2 separate regions of the Rattus norvegicus genome follow, and region 2 is linked to region 1. Evidence: chromatin contacts called from public Hi-C data. All regions are on one chromosome and are shown on one strand. The core of a region is the stretch at or near the end of the contact, and the rest is flanking DNA. Distances in the headings are between cores, read along the strand shown.

Evidence for each region. A called contact is a pair of places that touch in the nucleus more often than the background predicts.
Region 2: a Hi-C map of liver shows a contact between it and region 1, with 1.9 times the contacts expected there. The contact joins the promoter of Eif4enif1 here to the promoter of LOC100361879 in region 1. A contact is called at or near these places in 2 of 12 Hi-C or Micro-C datasets (both in liver) and 1 of 1 datasets of contacts at active chromatin or transcription factors (oligodendrocytes).

The regions. Positions count from the first base shown.
Region 1 is chr14:82,084,819-82,089,508 of GRCr8, reverse strand. LOC100361879 (ATP synthase subunit epsilon, mitochondrial-like) reads right to left here and starts at 2,000. Exons shown (of 1, transcript XM_039092535.2): 1 at 1,142-2,000. The coding sequence starts at 1,462. The coding sequence ends at 1,304. Depdc5 (DEP domain containing 5, GATOR1 subcomplex subunit) reads left to right here and starts at 2,263. Exons shown (of 42, transcript NM_001107229.1): 1 at 2,263-2,331; 2 at 3,073-3,195.
Region 2 is chr14:82,278,672-82,283,107 of GRCr8, reverse strand. Eif4enif1 (eukaryotic translation initiation factor 4E nuclear import factor 1) reads right to left here and starts at 2,360. Exons shown (of 19, transcript NM_001107230.1): 1 at 2,219-2,360; 2 at 1,468-1,591. The coding sequence starts at 1,563.

The DNA.
Region 1 (4,690 bases), core at 751-3,250:
CTACAGAGCAAGTTCTAGGAGAGCCAGAGCTACACAGAGAAACTCTTAGTCTCGAAATACAAAAGACGATAATAAAAGAAGTCTTTCTTGGATCAATTTATCCCCTCCGTCTCAGTAGCTCAGATCAGCTTAACGTTCTTCAGAACCAGTTTGACTCCTTGGATGTTGAAGTACTCTATAGTTTAACAGTGTCTGCTGTTAAGGGCGGGATTTGAGCCTTGCTTCAAGAGCAATGCTACCTCCACACCATCACATCTTTTTTTTTTTAAGATTTATTTATTTATTTATTTATTTATTTATTTATCTATCTATTATAAGTACGCTGTGGCTGTCTTCAAACACACCAAAAGAGGGCATCAAATCCCATTACAGATGGTTGTGAGCCACCATGTGGTTGCTGGGAATTGAACTCAGGACCTCTGGAAGAGCAGTCAGTGCTCTTAACCACTGAGTCATCTCTCCAGCCCCTGAAAGTAGCTTTTGCTAAGAGAAAGAATTGAATGCCAGAGTAGAGTGTGGCCGACTGCACTAGCATGAAGGTCTTATTATCAGTCACGGGTCCCCACCTTGACAGCATCCTCATATGTCAGTTTGGGAGACATTGAGGGCGGAGTGTAATTGCTATTTGTCTCTCTGTTCTTTGCTATTTGTCTCTCTGTTCTTTAAGACATTTAGGATGTGGGTGCAGACTCTGAGATTCTCCAATGGACAAGAGAATCTACACCCCCGCCCCTACACACACACACACACACACACACACACACACACACACACCTGCATCGCCTGAGGAGTAATTCATCTTTGGATAAGGAGAAGGTGGTTGTTTTTTTTTTTTTTTTTTCCGGAGCTGGGGACCGAACCCAGGGCCTTGTGCTTGCTAGGCAAGCGCTCTACCACTGAGCTAAATCCCCAACCCGTAATTCATCTTTGGTTTTATTGGATTGTTTTGGCCTACATAGTGGGAGCAGGACAGGCCTCTAGCAGGTCCTACTTCCCATGAACCCTTATTCTGTAATGAGGCTAACATGCAACTTACTCTGGTTGGATGATTTATGCTCCCTCTAAGGAAACTACTGGGCCTTCTGCCATGGAAGCCTATTATAGATTTAACCCATTTTACTCAGGCATTCAATGTTTTGAATTTTGTTTTGTTTTTTTCCAGCCGAGAGTGAACTGTGTTAATTTATTGACATGGCCAATTCATCAACAAGATGGGTCGTCTGTCTCCAGGAGGTACGGCTGATCTCCATCTGCCGGAACAGGTGCCCACATGGTTCACCTGGAAGACTCAGCACTTCAGGCTTCAGTCAGGCTTCTTCACTTTCACTGTTTTTATGCTGCTGCCCGAAGTCTTCTCAGCGTTCGCTTTGAACTCGGTCTTCAGGGCATCCCTCACTGCTTTTGCACAGATCTGGGAGAACCGGATGTAGCTGAGTCCAGCCTGTTGCCAGTAAGCCACCATGGTGTCTCGAGCGGGGCGTGTCAGGCAGAACTGCTGGGTCGCTTCAGAGTAGCCTGAGCCCGGCCCGGCAGCAGGAACGGATATTGCTTTTTTATCAAACAGATTTTAAGTTTAATCTAAACTTGTTTTGAGTTATGTACCTTAGGTTTAACTTTGACAACAAAAGAGTATATAATGGGAAATATAAATTGGTCTCTCCTTTCAAGCTTGTCTTTGTACATTACATTTGTACTTAGCATTAACTTGTATTTCTTAATTATACTTAACAGTTTACAGTAAGTTAGCAATTCGCTCCGAGTTACACACACCCCGTTTTCTTGTTACATAGTCCAAGAACTCTAGGGAATGTTCAGCACTCTTGTCTCCAGAGAACCTGGATTAGGAGGATGAGCCAACAAACACACTTTTAGCCCTCTGGACCAGGCTGAGTTAATAACTTCGTCAAACACATGGAAACAGCTCGGCCAGATTAAGAGTCGACTCTCTCAAGCTTCTCCTGTTATGAAATCACTCTCTGAAACGAAGGTCTTGGCTGTGGCTCTATTTTCAAATTTCTCTTGCAAAGCGGGAAGCACCATGGACGGTGGCGGGAAACGCCAACGGGAATTGAGTTTGAAGATAGACTCGACGCCACGCCCCCAGCCTCCACCCCCACCCCCCAGCTCCGGAGGAGGAAGTGGCGCGGTCACCGAGACGAGGCGGAGGCTGGGCTAGAGCGTCCAGGCCGGCTGAGCCGGGACCGGCGAGGGGCGGGGACTCGGGGCGGAGCCTCCGGAGCGGCGCGGGCTCAGGTGAGCGCTGTTCGGCGGTGCTGTCTGTCTGGCTCCTAGAGCTCTGGTGCGGAAGCTGCGCGAACTGTGGGGGCTCAGGTGGGATATCTTGAAGAGGTCCTGGATATCTGTCCAGGATCTGGCCTTGGGCCCGGCCTGAGGCGGGGAGGAGCTCTGGAAGTGGGGGCGAGTGGTGTGCCAGCCTCGGGCTGAGACTTGAGGGGCTTGAAGGAAGGGTCCCTGAGCCAGGTTCGAGGCCCGACTCTTCCTGCAGCCCCCGTGTGACCTTGGATCAGTCTTTTCTCTCACCGAGTTTCTGCGACCGCAGCGGTGAAATGGAGGCAGGACGGTCCGCTGAGAGTTGGTACACACAGAGGTTCGGCAAAGAAACCCCAGCTATCCTCAGTTCTCTCTTTCCCAGGACATTGTTAGTGGAACGTGAATCATGGGAGTGCTTAACAGTTCGAGTGACCTTGGGCGAGTCCCTTGTTTTGACGTTTCTCTACAGAGGTGATGGACTAACCTCTTCGAATATCCCTGTACTATTTTGGTGTTCCTGATGCAGACAAAAACAAGGTAGTGCCCCTCTCACCACAAGCCTCCCTTTTAAGTATGCGGTAGAGAAAATAGCTTTAGAGGATTGACTAGATCTTAGCCCAAGTTCCCTTTAATTTTTAAAGCACACTTCTATTTGTTTTTCTCTCTTGGTAATTGGAGGAGTGATATAATGCAAGGGTTGGCACACCTCTCAGCTGAACAACAACCAGTACCTTCAAGGCCTAAAATTAAAGAGCAATTTTAGGAAGCCTGACATTCTCGCTGTTTCTGTTTGTGTTTCAGTAGCAGGAAGGCAAGATGACTTCCCTGCTCCAAGATCGGAACAGCTGAAGAAACCACAAGACAAAATGAGAACCACAAAGGTCTACAAACTTGTCATCCACAAGAAGGGCTTTGGGGGCAGTGGTCAGTATTGATTGATCTTTGGGGATTGTGTAAATTGGCTGATGTGATGTGCCTTAAAAATTACCCATATCACAATTGAGGCTGGACAGGTAAATGAGTGGGGCAAGATCAGCAGGCGGGAATGGCTGGCAATGAGAGCACAGGATCTTTTTGGAAAGCATTGCATTCAGATTTTGTTTGGTTGTTTTTTGAATCCAGGTTTTACCATGTATCCAATGCTCATTTGAAACTCACTGTACAGCCCAAGCTGTCTTTGAACCCATTATCCTCCTGCCTGGAAATACTCTACCACACCTGAGTTAATTTTCCTCCTGTTTTTGTTTGTTTGTTTTTGTTTGTTTTTTTTTTTCTTTTTTGTGTAGTGCCAGGTCATGTATACTAGAAAAGGTCTATATGACTTTTTTTTTAATTGTTTATTTCAGAACTAGAATTATTGACACAGTGAGATGGTTTTATTTTTTGAGACAGAGTCTTATAGCTCATACTGGCCTTGAACTCAGTATGTACGGGAGGATGATCTTGAATTACTGACCTTCCTTTCTTCATACCCAAGTGCTGGGATTTCAGGTATGCGCTCCCACATGGTTCTACATGGATCTGGATAAAAAAACCCATGCTTTGTCCCTTTGAGCAAGAACTCTATCAAGGAGCAATACCTCCAGACCTCAATGAGTCTTCTTAACTTAATATTTCATTTAATATTTATGTACATGTGTACATCTGTGTTATGTGGATGCTCTTGCACATGTGTGTGTATGCCCATGAAAGATAAGTGCCAATCTTTAGTATTGTTCTTCTGGAGCCATTAACTTTTTTTTTTTTTTTTGGACAGGCTCTTACTCTGTAGCCTTTACTGGTTTGCAATGCTGACTAGGCTGGCCTTGAACTTACAGAGCTCCTCTGTCTTACAGAGATTAGTTTTGCCTATAAATACTGAGATTAATGACATATCCCATCATATCTAGTTACCTTACATTTTTATTCATTTATTTCGTTTTCGTCACCCTTGTTTTTGAGACAGTTCCTCAGTGGGACCTGGGGCTTTTTAATTTAGGCTAGACCAGCTGGCCCGTGAAATTGAGTGACAGTGTATGGAATTTCTGTCAGAAGCACCTTGGATTCTTTGTGTGTTGGTTTGGAATTAATTTGGTACTCACATGTTTAGAAGCCTTTTGTCAAATTGTTTCGGTTCTCGTGTTTAGTCACATCAATCCCATAGGGGGTTGAAACCCTCTATTTATGAAACTGGCCTGAACACTTACACGAAGTATAGGTAGCTACTGAATCAATACAGAGATAGCTTCAGCAGAGGGGATAACAAGAGTACAGTGTAAATTATATATATATGATATATATATGTATATAGTATGTGTGTGTATATATATATATATACACACACACACACACACACACACAAATACATAAAATGTATATAGGTGTGTGTAAGACAGATACAGCTTGGTGATATACCTAGGAGACTAGAATTCTAACCAGC
Region 2 (4,436 bases), core at 1,111-3,610, 190 kb before region 1:
GCCAAACAAGAGCTAGGAAATTTGAAATCAAAAAAGCTTGCAAATAGTTCAAAGCCATTCCCTTCATCTGATACATTCAGGGTTCACCTGCCAACGTTTTAGGGAATGAGTTTAAGTTGTGGAGCTCTTTTCAAGCACGAGAGCAGCTACATTTGGAAGGCAAAGCCTGAATACATAGTTCAAAAGCTTTTTGGGGAATGTTCATCTCAGCAATGAGGCAGATGATTTCTGTGTGTTGAAAGCCAGCCTGGTCTACATTAGTGAATTCCAGGACAGCTAGGGCGATGTAGGGAGATGCTGACAACTAACATCCTATCCCAACAGAACAGACCGTGATAGGAAAGCACTCAGTCAAGAACTCATGTTGTACTTAACAATTCCCTCCCAGGCATACCTATTCGTGCATTTAAGTAACCATTCATTCTCTCTCTCTCTCTCTCTCTAATTCTGAAAATGGCTACCTGACACCATCTGACACTTTACACCAACTAGGGAAAAGTAAAGGCAGTACACAAACGAGGCCGAGCTTTAGTGGGTGTCCTAGGAGGCCAGGGGCAAGAGGCCCTGCTGAAGTCCATGAGAGTGTCCACTCAGAGGATATACAGGCATGGGCTCAACTGAAGCATAATCCCACCTGCAGCTCCACGGCTTCCCCTATCTCTATCCCAAGACATTTGAGAGAGCTAGAAACCAATTCACAGTTCACTGCAACTTGTTAATCTGTTCAGAAACACTCAGCAGTCAATATGACACAGATGCAGTATCTTCAGTATCTATATGACAATCAGTTTAAAAGCAGCTATATGAAGGGTTGGGGATTTAGCTCGGTGGTAGAGCGCTTGCCTAGGAAGCGCAAGGCCCTGGGTTCGGTCCCCAGCTCCGGGGAAAAAAAAAAAAAAGAAAAGCAGCTATATGAACCTCTAAATTCACACCCAGGCTGAAGCAAGAGGGTACCGCATAAAAAACATATCTCCAAAAAACGGTAGGTTAAAATCACTATGTAATCTTCAGCAATGAAAGATGACTGAAGGCTTGCTTTTGTGAACTTATATCCAATTTATAAGAAGAAAAAAAAAAAACAACTAAAGGTTAAAATCCAATTACTCCAGTCAGACTCCTCTTCTAGGGAACTGGACTTCCAAGAAAGCATCCATACAAAAGACACTGATTCTGTGAAACATCCCAGAACCGGAGTCCTCACCTGGTCCCTGCCACCCAATCAGCCAACTGTTACAGACCATCTGGGTGCAAACAAGTACTTATCTACAAATTTCACATAGGGTCTGAGACAATAGCCTTTCACCTAAAACCTACATTTTAAACCCAGTAGTCACACTTCCAGAAAACTGACCAAACGGATGCTTTACAAGACTTACTTAGTCCCCAGTGAGTCAGAGAAAAACTACCACTTTAAATGATTCCAATGAAATAGCTACACATTATTACTTCATTTGAAACAAAACTTACTTTCGTATAGCGGTGGGGGGATTTGGAGGTGGGCAGCTTCTTCAGGTCAAGGAAAGCATCTCCATTTTCTGTTTCATCCACACTTCTCTTCTCCATGGCTTCTTGGTGTACAATTTTTTTGCACCTGGAAGATAAAATTAAGCACAAAACTGTCAAACAGAACAATAAATATTCTGAAGCCCTTTGCTGCTTATAAAACTGGAACTCTGAGGGGGTAAGATCTAGTTTTGTAAAAAAAACCATCCCGAAACTATGGGATGAACCAGAACTAAATTGGAAAGAGAACCACTTTTAGTATTCAGAGTATCCATAGCATAAAGAAAGCAGAAGTGGAAGAGGCCCAACTCAGGGTACAACCTTTAATTATCCTTAATACAAAAGGAAACCAAAATAGTCGCTGCCACCCACGAGAATCGGGCTGGCGGTGGTGGTGGTGAAGTTTCCCGGAGTAGAGTAGAGGTAGGACTGGTTGGGCTGCCGATCCGGGAAGTCGGCTGCTAGAAAGTGCCTGTCACTTGTCAATGGATGGCACCAGCTGCCCCTTATTACCCCAGTGTAAGGGGCTAGGGAACCGGTCCGAGCGCACCTCTCTAAGCCGGCCACACCTGTGGCCATGTGAGGGGCGTCCGCGGCGACGGAGGGCCAGTGCGGGCCGCCTCTGAGAAACTCCTCTCCTTAAACCAACCTCTGGCCCCTCACCCAGGCCCCAGACTGGAGGCTCCTCCGGAAGAAGGGCAGGGACTGTACTCACGCAGGGAGGCGGGCCGCAGGGAGCAGGGACCAAGTCCACAGGTCGGCCGCCTAGAGCCGGCGCAGGCCCGCCTGCTGCCCGCCGGCCGCCCGCGCGCCTCGCGCCTCTGCCGCCCCCCGCGCGCGCCTGCCGCCCGCGCTCCCGGGGCAGCGCGCCGTCCTCGCACGCAGGCCGGGGCCCCGCGCTTGCCGTACCCTTGCTCGGAGCGCCCGCCGCCGGGCGGCCCCGCGCCTCGGCCGCCGCGTACCCCGCGCCCGCTCCAGGCCCGGCGTCGCTGCCCGCGGCCTGCGCTTGCGCCCCCACCCCCCTCCCGCTCGGGCTGGCTCTCCTCAGCCGCCGTAACCGCGGCCCGGCCCTCCGGCGTAGCTCTCCGACCCCTCCCACTAATAACCCCCGTCGCGCACCGCGGGGCCCAGGCACCGCCCTCGCTATGCGCAGGACCTGGGCTGTCCGCGGCGATGCCTGCCGGAAAAGCCGCGCTGGGCGTCGCGATCCGCCGCGCTGGGTTCTCCGTGGGCCGGAAGGCAAAGGTACAATAGCCAGACGAGCACGGCGGCTACGGGAACGTGATCATGACGGGAGTTGTGGGAGCCGGCACCTGAATTCACAGGCAGCCGCTATGGGCAACTCAAGGAAGGGCGCCGCGTTCCCACGCGTCATGAGGGGCGGAGCCAGCAGCGCGCTGTCCTCGACCCGCGCCACGCCGGCGCGAGTGGGGTGGTCTGGGTGGGTCTGTGCTGTACAGTTGCTGGCGGACACCGGGCTGGGCCACTCCTGGGGCGTTAGCAGCAGGGGTCAGTTAGGAGATCACAGCCTTGATCTGTTTGTTTACTATTAGTGTGATCTAGGGTAAAGTTCTGAACGCCCTGGCTTTTCCCTCTTTATTTGTCTACTAAAATTGTCCCTGAAATTACTATGAAGAGCATTCGCCACAAGGGCTGGCGCATTAATAAACAAGTTTGTCATAATTATTTTTGATCCCACGTGAAGGAAATTGACTAATAAAGTAACTTTCAGTGATAATCTGAATTTTGCCTTACATTGCACGAGAAAGGAAGAGTTAAGTATCTGAGGGAAATGAGATGGCCTGGCCAGTCATCTTAGCCTTTGCCCGAGTGCCGAAACTCAAGTTGATGGAGAATACAGATACGCATATAAGTGAATAAGTTTCCCAAGAACTGCCGCTCTGGGAAAGTTACTTGTGAACAGGTCTGTAGGAGTATGCCGAGCACGGTGGGACTGCCTGGAATTGATATTTGTCATGGAGGGAGGGAGACAGTTTTGTTTTGTTTTGTTTCCTTTAAAGAACAGAGAGGCTGAACGTGTTGGCCTAAGCCCGTAATCTTAATTTTTCGGAGTTTGAGACCCGGAGTTGAAAGCCATGGTGAACAGTATGGCATTTGAACATCATTTATTTTACTTGGGATACTACTTTCCTTTATTTTTGTGAGCTTTGGCAACAAAAGTAATATTTTTCTGTTTGTAATGATTAATAAAGTCTTTTTTTTTTTTTTTTTTTTTTTTTCCTTTTTTTTTTTTTTTTTTTTTCTCGGAGCTGGGGACCGAACCCAGGGCCTTGCGCTTCCTAGGTAAGCGCTCTACCACTGAGCTAAATCCCCAGCCCCAAGTCTTTTTTTTTTTAAACAAACTATCTTTTGTGAAAGGTTTTCACTATGTAACCCTGGCTGGCTTTCCCAAGTGCTGAGATTACAGCCTTGTGCTTCCGGAATGCAGACAACAGAGAAACATTTGCGCTTCGGCCTGATTCTCCATTTTCACGTAGGCTGTGTAGAGTTAGGAAATGTATTTATCTTTAGCTTAGTTTGGGAGACGGAAATAGCAGTAGTGAAGATTAAATTTGGCAATGAGGGGGGAAAACCCTATATGACATGGATAATGTTTCTTTAAAAAAAATAATATTTCCTGTGCAAAGACAAATTGTAGGGAATCAACACTGGTTGCTTTTCTTAAAAGCCATGTTTTCTAGGCTGAAGGTGTACTCAAGGATAAGAGTGCTTTCTTGATCCTTAGCACCACAGACAGAACAAAAAACAACCTTGGATCTTGATTCTTAACGCTGAGAGAAATAGGGCTAATCCTCTTATTATGGAGTACAGAAGGTAACCACGCCCAGGTGCTGAGTTAGCGACTCAAGCTCAGGCTTGCTCGGTGCCAGGACTCTACCTCAGTCATACAGTATTAGGAGTCAGGCCCGGCT